Linked DNA regions of Mus musculus: region 1 is linked to region 2. The links are chromatin contacts, called in public HiChIP or PLAC-seq maps. All regions are on one chromosome and are shown on one strand. The core of a region is the stretch at or near the end of the contact, and the rest is flanking DNA. Distances in the headings are between cores, read along the strand shown.

Region 1 (6,848 bases), core at 1,440-3,939, 320 kb after region 2:
CTAAGCAAGGCTATGTCATTTACAGGATTCATGTCGGCCGTGGTGGTCGTAAACGCCCAGATCCTAAGGGTGCAACTTACGGCAAGCCTGTCCACCATGGTGTTAACCAGCTGAAATTTGCCTGAAGCCTTAAGTCTGTTGCTGAGGAGAGAGCTGGGTGCCATTGTGGGGCTTTGAGAGTCCTGAATTCCTACTGGGTTGGTGAAGATTCCACATATAAAGTTTTTGAGGTTATCCTCATTGATCCGTTCCATAAAGCTATCAGAAGAAATCCTGACACCCAGTGGATCACCAAACCAGTCCACAAGCACAGAGAGAGGCATGGGCCCACATCTGTTAGCCGAAAGAGCCGTGGCCTTGGAAAGGGCCACAAGTTCCACCACACTATTGGTGGTTCCCGTCGTGCAGCCTGGAGAAGGCGCAATACTCTCCAGCTCCACCATTACCACTAATACACGTGATATTTGTAAAATTCATATCCAATAAACAATTTAGGATAGTCATTTCTGCTTAAAGGTGTTATTTGTTAAAACTAGTCTACAGATTGTCATGAGTGTTTTGTGAAACTGTAGAAGTTAAAGTGCAATAAATGAAATCGGCAGGTGATGGCATATCTTTTTTCTGATGTACTTTGCATTATCTGCTTATGAGATTAAGTGTATATAGTGTTTGTGCCAAGTGGTGTCCTGTGTGTAAGAGCCTGTAAAAGGTAAAAAGTCCTGAAACTGACCCTGGATGTGTTGGTGCACGAGATAGAATTGACGGTTTTATGATGGAATCTTCTGGTTCACTGAAGTGGCTGCTTGGGAATTTGATGAGTACAAACTTTAGAGTTGGGTTTTGCTTAGAAATGTGTTGGAAGAGAGGGTTTCAAAACCTGTTTTGTGCATAGAAAAGTGAGATCAACTATAACCCACATTTTGAGAATTGAATCCAGTGGCATTTTCAGAAGACCAGGTAAATTTGCTGGAAGAGGTTTCACTTTCTGTTGGATCTAGAGTATGGATTTGGGGATGGTGAAGGTTGAACATTGGATGTAGTAGGGCTTATTTAGGGCAGATTATTTCCATTAGATTTGTAAGCTTGGTTGTGGTTGCAAGTTAATATCAACCAAGCAAATATAATAAGTTTGATCAAGCTTGCAAACATTAAGCTTTTCTAGCAGCTGGTGTGTGCAGAGGCAGATGGCTCTCCGGTTCCAGGACTGCCTACAATATAGAGAAATTTTCTCTATTCCAGTCTACAATAGAGAAAAACCAAAAGTGGTTGGGCTTCCAGTCAATTCATCATGGGTAAGAATAGTCCATTTTGGTAGTGTTATTTCATTGTTTACAATCTACCTATGGGTAGTTGGCTGGTAACTACCTGGATGTTGACATTTCACAAAGGCCATACACAACCACACTTTTATTTCTATTTGTGCTATGCCTTGGAGTAGTTTCCCAAAGTGATTTTGAGTGTGGAAGAAATAGTATTGTCCCTGAACAGCTGGCTTGGTATCAAAATCTAACTGATGCTTTTATTAAATTGATTTTCCTTTGGAGATTTTAAAAGAATGATTTGATTTCCAGAAAATACTAGACTCAAAATCTTGAGACCTAAAATTCTTTTCTATTCAGCAAAACAAGTCATTGTATAGAGGTTGTTCAAATCAACTAAAGTAATAAATGTCTGTTAAACAAGTGGAAAAAAAAAGAATGGATGTGCTGATTGAAATGCTATTTGTGAAAATTCTTGTGAAGAAGCAGGCCTTTTGCTTATTATTTGGCAGATACTATTTAGAGATTATAATATATACTAAACTTGGGGAATATAAAGAATATTGATCATATCCTCTCATTGTGTCCCACTTTGTGAGTGCGCTGGGATAGGTAAATCTATTGTAAAGGGAAGCGTAGGGAGCGTGGGATGCCAAGCCCAGACTTGAGAGCCCATGTCGGTGTGGTGCTGCTCCTTCTGGTCTCAGAGTTGGTGGAAACTGTACCAGTGTATCGATAGCAAGCACACGTGAGTGCTCATGTGAGTGTGCGTGTGCGTGTATGCATGTGCCTGAGTGTGTGTGTGTGCTTGTGCCTGTGTGTGGGTGTTTAAAGGGCATGGGGATAAAGCATCTTGTCACTAACAATGATAAAAACATTAAAAAATAAAAATAATATTTAATAAATTAAATATCTTTAATACTAACTATTAAATATATTTTATCTATGTGCTAGGCTCAATCTCTAGTACCACCCAAAAACTAAAGAGAAATTGGTGAAAAATATATCTTTTCTTTTATAGAATTTCTGTCATCTTAGAGTTAGAAGAAAAAAAAAAGAGAAGGAAACAACTTTCATGCTAGTTTTTAAAGAGGAACTTTCTTCACTTCTAAAAGGCAAATGCAAATATTGCTTGGTTGAATGGCAAAATTCCTTTTGACTCCAAGAACCAGAAGGAGGGATCTGGAGTGCTGTGTAGGTCTCTAGAGGCTCTTAAAACAGGGAGTCTAATCTGAGCAGGAGGGCTAGAGAGTGACCAACACGGCAATATAACAGATGCATCGCTGCCTGCAGAGCCTGAAAAAAAAAAAAGTCCTTATACTCTGCAGATGCCATAGTTTTAATTGCTAAGAAACTCTATCCTGTTTTCTGTGAGTCACATAATTAATATGTGACGGCAGCATATTTGGTTGGGCAGATATGGTATTTAACCTCTGAGTACACACAGAGTCCTGTCACTGTGGAGCCAGGAACAGGAGCGGAGGGATTGCTGAACACATCTGAACCTTCCGAGCTGTGGGTTTTTCCACGGTGGAGTGGGAATGTGATCCATCACTGAATGTTTACCTTCCATGCCCACGGAATCTTAGACATTCCCATCTGGGAAGGACTTAACAGACTAGCAACTCCAATTTCTTCAGACATGCACCGGCAAGGGCAAAAGTGAGCTGGCACCTAACATGGGTGGCCAATGGGTTGAGTTACAACATTTAATCTTTAACATCGTCCTATGAGACAGATATTTTCATCACCCCCTCGATGGCAGAAATGTCAGCTAAGAGTGGAGAGGCTCAGGACCAGGCATGGCGGCACACATGACTGTAATCCTAGTACTCAGGAGGGAGGCTGGTGTAGAAAGACCACAAGTTAAAGGACAGTGTGGTTGGAATAAGAAGTTTTGGGCTAGCCATGGCTACCCTGATGATATGCTGTCTTACCCTTTCCAACCTCCTCTTGCTTAGGATCACATTCTTGCCTTTGTAAAGTCAAGAGTCAAATATAACTAGAAAAAGCTATGGGTTTGTCAAATCATAACTGTCTCCTGATTGTACATTTGAAGCCATTGGCAATGGGGGTTAGAACCTCTTTAAAAGTGATTGTTGTTTCTCTTACTTCATAGATCAGTAACCCATGGCTTAGGAAAAATTTAAAATACTCCTCTAAATGCATAAAAATACTGTAAGTTATAAGTCATTGCTACAGTGTAATGTGTATGATGAAATCAACTCATACAGAAGGCTCTTACAGTGGGCCAGGCCTGGTGCTAGCTTGGGGGCTTCATGTACATTAGTTCAATGTAATCCTAAACCCAACAAGATAGGTAATACTCTACCACCATGTTGTTAAGAAGGAAGCCAAGTTTAAACAATAGAAAGTTCAGATAATCTGTCTAGGGTCACGACACTAATGACTATATGAAATTGAGCCATTGTGTGGACTCCAGGGTCAACACTTAACCATCTGCTCTTCCATTCCAACTTCTGTCAGTCAATAAACTCTTTGTCTCCCATGATCCCCTCCTCTAGACATGCAGACATCTACACTACTGCAGAATGAAACTTCTGGTTCGTTGTTGGTTTGCTCTGTTTTGTTTTCAGTTTCATTTTTACCATGAGTGCAAGGCTAAAGAAAATTATGAGCAGGAATTGGGACTTTCAGGAAATTCTGATCCTTGATAAATTAAATAATTTATTAGCACGAATTCACGATATTCCAAACCAGACACCGCGCTAAGACTCTTGGGAGAAGAAATGTATCAGAAGATGTAGGGCGTGGTTATTGCTTTAAAATTACATCTGCCTAGTCACAGCCACAGTTGTCCTTACTACCTCACAATAAAATAAGCAGAGAGATGGAGGAGGCAAAACATCATCGTAGTTCAGTATCAAGATAACCTAACTTTGGGCCAGAAATTTGGAAAAACATCAGCTTGAAGCCTCAAGAGAATGTCTCTTCTCTTTACTTTTGAGACTATAGCTACTGCAGTGGTGGCTGAGACAGAAGCTCATGGCTGACTGCTGGCAGTGGCTAACTACATCCTTCTAGAATGCATGGAGACAGAGGACTCACAAAACCTGTCCCTCCTTCGAGCTAAAATTCTTCCAGTTCTGTGTCTCTGGTTGCAGAACCACAGCCTGAGAAAAGGAAGAGGCCACATTTCAACTTTTTAAAATTGTGTGTCTTGTGAGCTGTGATTAACCTTTAGCCAGTGGTAGCAACAATGCAAACTCACCAACACCTGAGAGCCAAAGGTCTCATGGCCAATAAACTCCCTCCCTGGTACCCAGCGTCGGCAGTGTAGTGACATGTATACATATTACAGTTCTAAATGTCTGTTCCGATAACACAAAGTTAATAGCATTTGGGATAATTTTTATTTGTACCACGTGAAGAACAATAGAACCATCCTCACTGTCATCAGGAAAAGGCCACAGCAAGCTGACAGTCTTAATTTTTAATTTAGTTTGCATTAGCAAACCCTTACAGCCACAAGGGGTCCAGAATTCAGAAACTTTGGGATTTACCATACTGTACTATAAAATACCACAGAGTCCGGGGAGACTCTATTAACAAACAGCATCAGCAGGAGCCATCTTTTCACTTATCCTTAACTCCAAAATACTAGTCCAGTCACCCTAAAGTCTTGCCATCATCACATTACCTTTTAGTTCTGTTATTGTTGTTAAGGACAGGTGTGAACATTCTTTAACTCCACTGAAGTGTTCTCCCAGCTGACTGGAGGGTGACTATGCCCAAGCCTTTTTATTCTTCCTTGTTTCTTTTGCTTCACTCCTTAGCTAGTTTAACCTAGACAGTTCCTTGATTCTATGATGTTCCTGCCAGCACCTCCAAACCCTCTTCTGTCTTCTGCTCTCAGGACCAGTTGGCCACCTTTGTACCCTGGATTAACTCCCTACCTGTTTTCTGTCCCTCTGCACCAGAGGATTTGAATGGCTCCATGGTCGGTGTGTTGACAGGGGTGGGGGTTGGGGAGGCATGGGAAACCTGCCCCCTCTCTCTTTCCACTCTTCTTTTCCTTCACCTCTCTCCTCCCTCCTTTTCTCTCTCCCTCCTTCCTCCCTTTTTCTTTTCTTCCATCCTACATCCTTCTCTCTTTCTCTCATTCCCTTCCTTTTTCCTACTCTTCCTCTTTCCTCCCTCCCTTCTTCTCTCTTGCTCTTTTCATCTATCTATCTATCTACCTATCTATCTATCTATCTATCTATCTATCTATCTATCTATCTATCTATCTATCTATCTATCTACCTATCTATCTACCATCCATCATCTCTGGCCTGTAGTCCTTGTCAAATCCAGATAAATGAGACTTTCCCCTTTGATTAAACAGAAAGGGATAGATATAAAGAAAAAACCCCAGATGTGTGGCTAGACTTCCACACCTGCTTGCCACACCTCATAATCCAACCCAGCCCAGGTTCCCAACAACTCTCACTTATCCTCTGGATTCCCCTAAGTGGACACAGTTCTCTCAATTTCTGCTGCGGTCGCCCCAGCTCAGGCTGTGCAGTACATCCTCTGCCCCGTCTTAGCCTCAATGTCATGCTGTGTCTATGTAACCTTTAAACATGTGGATCTGTACTCAGTCCTTTCATGTTTGAGTCCTCAGTAGCTCACACCCCTCCACGAGAAAGGGAGAAATCCTTCTTCACCGGATTTATAATCTCTGTGTATATAAAGCTCTCTTCTAACCATGCTCTCTCCTTTGCTATGCTTGCCTGTTCACATGCAGACCTAGGGAGGATGATTCCTTAGGGAACATCCTCTTAATCCATAGGCTTAAGGAGGCTTATCTGCCATTGACACACTAAGACATCAGGGTTTGCTTTCTGAGTCTTCGGTGTGTAACTATTCGGCTGTTAGCATAACCATTTGGTGAAGTCTGTCCTTCCCTGACAGCTGACAGACAGCGCCCCATATATTAAATGCATGAACAAGTCCACATGGTGAATGTGTGCAGTGGTTAAGAGTGCCTGGCAAATAGCAAACACCCCAGAGGCAGCGAACGCGTTCTTGCTGCTGCAGCTGTTGTAATTCCCTAGTATTAGAAAGGCCCCTCCTCACCTCACATGCTCTGCCAATGCTCTGCCACTTAGTGGAATTTCCTGCATTATCCAGAGTAAAGCATCGCTGCATTTGCGGCCTAAGCAAATGTGTGTCAGGTAGGCCTCCCGATATACAGATTACTAAGAGAAAAGAAAAGTTTCCCTCCTCCACATAAGCAAGGGTAGCGAAATGATTTAGTGTTGATTTCATATAAGCAGATGCATCTTAGTTCAGTGTTAGAACCATTTCAAAATACCCTTCTGTAATGAAAACCACCACAGTAGTTCTGACTTGAAACCAGTTTGCTACAAATATAACGAGTCCCCAACTCCCTTTTAAAACAATCATACATTTTGCTTCTTCTAAGATTTATTAATTTATTATATTTTTAAAATTATACATGAAATAAATTTTTAAAAATTAAAAATATTCTAAGAAATACTAAAATAATTCTGGATGGATTTCATATCATTGTGGCTTATTTTTATACCCTTTAAAAATCTCAAAGTACCTAATATCTTCCTT
Region 2 (6,953 bases), core at 2,307-4,806:
TCAGGCCTACACAGTTTCTAACCGCCCACCAGGAGACTCGGGAAGTATCCATAAAAACTCGCATTTATGGCTACTGACACCCCCTTGAGTATGGTCATTATGATTACTTAGCATTTATGAGACACCCTTCATGTAGCAAGGGCAAGGGGAAGGCAATTTGGCAGTCTCAACACAAACGGATGTTTCTACATAACTCCACTCAGAGGCTGATCCCTCCCACTGAGATTAGTTCATTTCAACCTCAATGCAAAGCTCATAGGCTAGGACAACCTTTCTCTCTCCTCCTGGATGTTAACCCAGGCGTCTCCAAAGGAAGCTGAATCAGAACTCAGTAGAAGAGAAACTTCCACTGACCTTTGTAAGACACATGCTTGTGTTGATTCATGCTCTGAGTGACATTGCTGAGCAAAATCCTTCATTCTTTCTGTATCACTTAGTGACGTATACACTTGACTTGATGCCAGACCTTATGTAGAGGTAAAAAAGCCAGCTTGTGCCCATAGAGCTCAGATGTGACTGGAAGGTTACATGGGACTATAAATATAATACAGATGACGTATAAGAGCCAAGTCCACTAAAGTGTGGAAGCCTAGTGAGCAAGACAGGGCAGGAAGGGTTTCCAGGAGGGTAAGCACTAGATGTCACTGAATGGATAATGGGTTTGGTGATGCTTGCGTGTGGACCTTGCAGATAGATGGACTGGCTCAGCACAGGTAGGTATGTGGAGGTGACATTGTGTGGGATATGCAGACCTGAGATCTGTAGACAGGCTTGCATCTTCCTGTTGGTAGGCAGGGGCTAGGTGACAAAGGTCCCTGCCACCTTTAGAGAAACTAGTAGCTCTCTTCTCAGAGCGCATCCCTTTGGTATGGGTGACACTGCCTGTAGGAACTGCTCCTGTCTGTTACTCATGTGGCCCAGCTTTAGTGCCACTATCTCCCCTGCTGCCTTCCATTCTTTTCCTCACTCTGGACCCCATGTCTTAAGTTTCTCCAAATTTTGGATGATACCCCAAATGACATCCCATCCATAGCTCTGTTTCAAAAGAGTAGAGACCGTATTTCCCAAATGTCTCCACCTGTTTAAGGCAGCCAGCCTCTTGCTCCTGGAACCTTTCTTATGCATTTCTTATGTTTACAAAAGGCATCTACATCTAGGCACTTACTGTGTCTTGAAACCTGAAGTCCTCCTAGGCTCTTTCCCCCATCCATCCATCCATCCATCCATCCATCCATCCATCCATCCAACATTTATTCAGTTCTTTCTGTCCCACTGGGGCTGGCTTTGGCTAATAGTGGGTAATTCAGAGATGAAGCAGTCTTAGTCCTTAAGAACCAAGTGAGAAGGATGTCACATGCTTGGGTGACTGTCACACTGGCTACCTGTGCAGCAATAGATGAGTGTGGGAGCTTGGGGAAGGGTTGGGTGAGGGAGGTCAGACAAAACTTCCTCAGAAAGATGATGGGAGCTGGTGAGGGCTGGAGTTTATGTGAGGAAGTGACTGGTCTGATGGGTGGTTGTGTATAGAGTTTAGGTATCACCCTTCAGAGCAGCTAGGGAGAGAAATGGGGGTGGGGGTGGGTAGACAGGTTAGTCAGGGTCCTGTGCTCCCTGTTAAAAAGCATGGACTGGTCCGAAGGAAATGATAACTCACAGAACAGTGGGCTGCTTAAGCAGGGGAGTTTGCAGGAAGATCATGTCCATAGATAGTAGGGAAGTGGAGAGGAGAGAGCAGGCCACAGCAACATGAAGGTCAAGGGAGAGGTGAAGAGGTGCTTTCGGTCTGGAGGTGACGCTGGGGAGATGTTCCTCAGCACAGCCATTTGCCTTTCGTTATCATCTGTGTGTGGAAATGACTGAGATAGAATGAAGGTCTAACGTTATTTTCCCTGGCTGATTGAAGAATCCCTGGGTGATTCTTATTGGCATTTACTGAGAACACAAAGTGGAAACGGTTTAGGAGATGAAGCAAGTGCCTTCTGTTTCAGATCAGTATTGTTTGCTTGTTTGCTTGTTCTTGATGCCAGGCTGGCCTTGAACTCAGTATGAAGGCAGGGATGACCTTGTACTTCTGGTCCGCCTGCCTCCATCTCCTACTTGCTGGGATCAGAGGTGTGTACCACACCTGATGTTTATGCTGTGCAGGACATTGAACTCAGGGTTTCATGCATGCTAAGTAAGCACTTTAGCATGTGAACTATACGCCCAGCCGGTATATCTGTATCGAGGTACTGTACCCCTGAAGTGATCTGTAAACATGACCGGTCTGGAGGGCACTGAGGCTGAAGATGGAACAACGGCTCATCACAAACTGTGTGCTGAGTGGCACAGAAAGCAGGGAAAACATCAGGTTATGGCCTTTCCTCACAGGAGGCCTTTGTTATCTTTGCTGACCCGCATCTGCCAACTATAGAGGGACTTCTGCTATCTGTCACTTCCCCCCTAGGAATGCTGGGATATTTGAAATATACCACAAATCCCCATGTACCCCAGAAGTGGGTGGGGCTTCCTGAACTCTGCCCACCCCACCCTCAGTCCCCTCTGCCTCCATGTGTTTCTCATTACAGGGTTGATGGAAGGGGCTGCTGGGCTTGGTAGATTTATCATCATTCTGCCTTCCTCCAGCTCAGAAAGTTTGTGGTCTTAAAGGGAAAGTGGCTTTGACAAAGAAAGTTCAGTTCTGATACGAAAATGATGTTTAAGGCTCTGTCTAAGTATTGGTTACCTTATGCTATTGCTTTGGTTTATTAATATTGTTTTCCATGACAGGTGCATTCTGCTCTGTGAGGACAGAGTAACATGGAAGGCATTTCTTTGGGGCAGATGAAATTGGAGAAATAGAGCAAGTTTGGGGACAAGGATGATGATCTGGGAGTCTGAAACCATGACTAGCCCCTCCCTTATCTGTAGAGAAGGGTAGCTCCTGTGGCTTTAGTTTTTCGGCTTACTGTCTCTGCAGCAGTGCCCCTGCTTGTCAGCAGCTTGGGCTGACCCCTCCTGTTTATGGTAGGCTGTGTGTACACAGCTTATTCAGCAGGTCCTTGACACTTGCGTATTATAGGCCTTCTAACCTAGTCATTCTCCTTTCCTCTTCCCACAGTAGGCTGCCTCCTGCCTCGTGATAAGTGCTCTATCATTCATGACTTGAAATCAGTCATGGGACATATTGGTGGAGGTTCCGGAATGTTCTGGGAGCTTTAGAGTCATAACCACGGAGACATCATTTCTGATGAATCAACTCTTGTGATACGGTATCAGCAAGGTAACAGACCATAAATAGCAGAAGGAAACAAAGATTAATGTCGCTATGTCCCTGAGGTATCTGGGTAGGAAGGAGCCAAGGAGTTCCTTGGGGAAGTAGCTGAAGCCAGGGGTGATAAGCTCATGGTGGGTGAAAGGGGAGCTCTGGTGTTGACTGCCCTGACACTAGCCCAGCCTCTGTCACTAACTAGCTGTGGGATTTGGGGCAATTCATCTTCTCTCTGTGAGTCACCTTCACCCAGCTCAAGGGATGGAGGTGATGGGACTGTGAATATGAGAATGCAGGGAGTTGCACAGAGACTGACACGTGGAAAAGCCCAGTGCATACCAATGTAGCGATTATAATAGCTCACAGATACTGCCTGCTCAAAGGGGCAAGGATTACTTTAAGTGACTTAACTCATGAGGTCAGTATGATTTAAAAACTCACTTTGAGTTAAAGAAACAATATAAAGTTTATAGCAATTACTGGTAGTGTTGACATTGCCCTGGAAGCTCACAGCTTCCACTATTTCTATATATAATTATATGCATAATTACAATAATACAATTTTAATAATACATAAATATAAATCGAGACAGAATACATAAATAAAAATGTAAAATTATTTTAACAGAAGTTATCTTAAAATTTCTAGGTACCAGGAGTCAGAACTTTATTTATTTATTTTTTTATTTTTATTTTTTTGTTTTTCGAGACAGGGTTTCTCTGTGTAGCTCTGGCTGTCCTGGAGCACACTTTGTAAACCAGACTGGCCTCGAACTCAGAAATCCACCTGCCTCCCAAGTGCTGGGATTAAAGGCCTGCGCCACCACGCCCGGCTAAGGTCAGAACTTTTATACTGAAACTGTTCAATTAACCCTTACATTTGGCTTGGGGAAAATGTATTAAGCATCTCGTGGATGTTAGGAGAAGGAAGAGGGACAGCTTATCCTTTCTCCGCATCTCACTGCCTCTAAGAAATTTACTCAAGGTCAAGTTGTACAGGTCTCAAGATATCCTGGATTCCAACCGTCAGGGTGGACTAAAACCCCGAAAAGCGTCTTCTAACGTGCATCAGGAAAGAACGTCTATGAGACCACGGATCCAAAATGAGTAACGAGTGAGATCCTCAAAGGAAGTGGTGAGGGGCAATAGGAAAAGTACTGCTGGATCTGATGGTCCGTGAAGCACAGAGGAAATCAGGGAACACGGAAGATGATAGGAGAGCCTATATTTAAAACTGGCTCAAGGTAGGGAAGGAAGCGAGCGGCTTAATTTTAGAAAGTCCCAGACACCAAGGCTCCTGGGGTAAGAAATGTGGAAACTTGGGTGAGGATTGTCCATCATTTATCACCCGCTGTTCTCCAGAGAAGGAATTGGGGTGGGCAGAGTCAGCTGGAAGACTTCCCCGGGAGAGTAGAGAATGGTGAGCTCTGAAAGCAATCGGAAATGGCGGGCCCAGGGACCTCCTTCATTACCCTCAGCCTGGATCTCCCCACATATAGGATTTGCTGACAGAGGTTTCTGTTAAAGAATAAAGGAGATAACATAAAGCCAGTCCTGTGCACGGGATGGCCTGAGCTGGCGTGTGTCTAGTGTTCACTGACTGACTCTTCAGGATGAGGGGATAAGATGTTTGTAAGAGAAAGTTCTCAGCAAGGCAGGGGGAGAAGACTTCGGCTCACTCTAGTTTCTTTAGATCTTAATAGGTTTCTCACGTCTGCGAAGCTGTCCTTTTCCTTAGGAGTGCCTGGGATACTGGGCAGATTCGGGGCATGTTTGCTAGCTGTAGGCGACTACTGTTTGTGCACTCAGACCCTGGCATCAAATACTGTGGGGGAATTATATAATGTGCTCTGAAGTGTGGCATCAGAAGTGTGGCACTGCCATCGCCCTACTCTTTAAAATTGAGATAGCCTTTGCTCTGGTTTTTCAAATAATACAAATTGGTTGAAAATAACTTTTTTTCTCTCTGTTTCTCTCTTCCCTTCTCTCTTTTCTCTTTCTTACCTTCCTTCCCTCTGCGCTCGCTCTCTCTCTCTCTCTCTCTCTCTCTCTCTCTCTCTCTCCTCTCTTTTTCTCTCTCTTTCCTTTATAAAGGTTTTCCTTTATGATAAGCCTGGCCTCAAACTGTGGATGAATCCTCCTGCCTCACACTCTCCCTAAGGCTGGGATTAAGTGTTAGCACACTTAGTGGTGATAGCTTCATTAGTTCACTATGATCTGAAGCAGAAAGTGAAAGACCGCCTTCTAATTCCACTTTCTAGACGGAACTATTCTTATGTGTCCATTATTCTAGACTTGACTCTTTACTCGTAGGGACATACCCACTACGCTCTTTAGGTAGCAGTCACAGATACGCTATGAACCCTTTCCAGGCATAAGGAGTATTGTCAGCTATGACTCAATACCCATCATCTGAATAAAGAAGTTGAAGCTTGCCCTGCCCCGCGGAGCTGCTCTGTAGGTCTCACCAGTGCATCCTTCCACCATCCTGACCAGACTCCAGTTTCACTTCTGCCGTCTCAACAACTGTGTGGTAATTGGGATTTCTTCATTAACTATGACAAACCACGAGATAGACCATGCTCTGTGAAGGAATGAGTCACTTCACATGGTTTCAGTGACCTGGGGTAGGATGGGGGGAAGCGGGGAGGGCAGTATAGGAGATTGGGGCTCCAGTATGTCATTATGTATGATACCTGCCCCTCCCATCCAGGCCCTTTTCTTCACACTGGCTTCCTTCTGAATATCCATCTCATGGTAAGATGATGCCCACTAACTCTAGGCCTGCAGTCTGCCGGCTCACATCCAAGAGAAACACATCACACATCTTCCTAGTAGCTCCCCCACAAGACCTTTGACTAAATTAGCCAGTAGCATGCCAAGCCTGAATGTACCTAGCTTCTACCTCTGTGAATATGTCATCTGGAATCTATCAAGCCACTCCTGACACAGTGTCCCCTGTGGTAGGATAACAGACCCCAGAGGTGAGCTCCCCTTTTTCTAATGCAGTCCCTGACAGGAGGAAGACAACGATAATTTCCGGTGACATATACTGAGAGTCGTAGCACGCTAGGCTCCTTAGTTATGTGATACCCACTTTATGCCTAAGGAAACTGAGGCTTGGAGAAGGGAGGCAGCACTGAGTTCCATTTGTGTGTGCTGAGGGCAGATCCTGCTCTGGGATTCTCTCACTGTGGCGAGGGAAACAACGTTATCTGGTCAAACAGCATCACAGCCACCTGGCCCCTCCCACAGGTGTGAGTTTACCTCACACTGCCCTTGTCAAATGTAATGGAAAATACTCTGTGGACGACACAATTCACACACGCCAGCTCACCGAACCCACCAGCTCACGAACCCTTTATGTCCTCCTAAGCATGCCTCTGTCGAGCCCCCGAGGGGAAGGAGAAAGCTAGATTTGGCCAGGCCATTCTGAGGAAAAACAGATTAAGCAGTAAAACACATTAAGTAATGAAAGAAGTGGACATGTAATTCTCTGTTGATTTAAAAAAAAAAATCTCTACAGATGTGTTTTTGAAAGGATAGCTATAGTTACTTAGAATTTGTTTTAAAATTTACTCATTATTATTGCGCACACTCGTGTGTGTGTGTGTGTGTGTGTGTGTGTGTGTGTGTGTGCACACGTGTATCACAGCACATACATGGAGGCCAGAGGACAAGCCATAGAGTTGGTTTTCTCTTT

Evidence for each region. HiChIP or PLAC-seq counts read pairs in DNA pulled down with a chosen protein or histone mark.
Region 1: a contact with region 2 is called in a FOXA1 HiChIP or PLAC-seq map of pancreatic cancer cells. The contact joins two enhancer-like sites. A contact is called at or near these places in 1 of 484 Hi-C or Micro-C datasets (myocytes) and 1 of 115 datasets of contacts at active chromatin or transcription factors (pancreatic cancer cells).

What each region holds. Positions count from the first base shown.
Region 1 is chr4:105,578,497-105,585,344 of GRCm38.p6, forward strand. It overlaps the pseudogene Gm12726. Among named protein-coding and RNA genes, the nearest start is that of Gm40217, 260 kb to the left of the region's middle. Within about 2 kb of position 2,690, at least 14 of the 459 cell types and tissues checked have an H3K27ac peak or open chromatin away from gene starts, as enhancers often do. A contact at or near this core is called in pancreatic cancer cells, where this site is marked.
Region 2 is chr4:105,258,050-105,265,002 of GRCm38.p6, forward strand. No RefSeq gene overlaps it. Among named protein-coding and RNA genes, the nearest start is that of Gm40217, 58 kb to the right of the region's middle. Within about 2 kb of position 3,557, at least 19 of the 459 cell types and tissues checked have an H3K27ac peak or open chromatin away from gene starts, as enhancers often do. A contact at or near this core is called in pancreatic cancer cells, where this site is marked.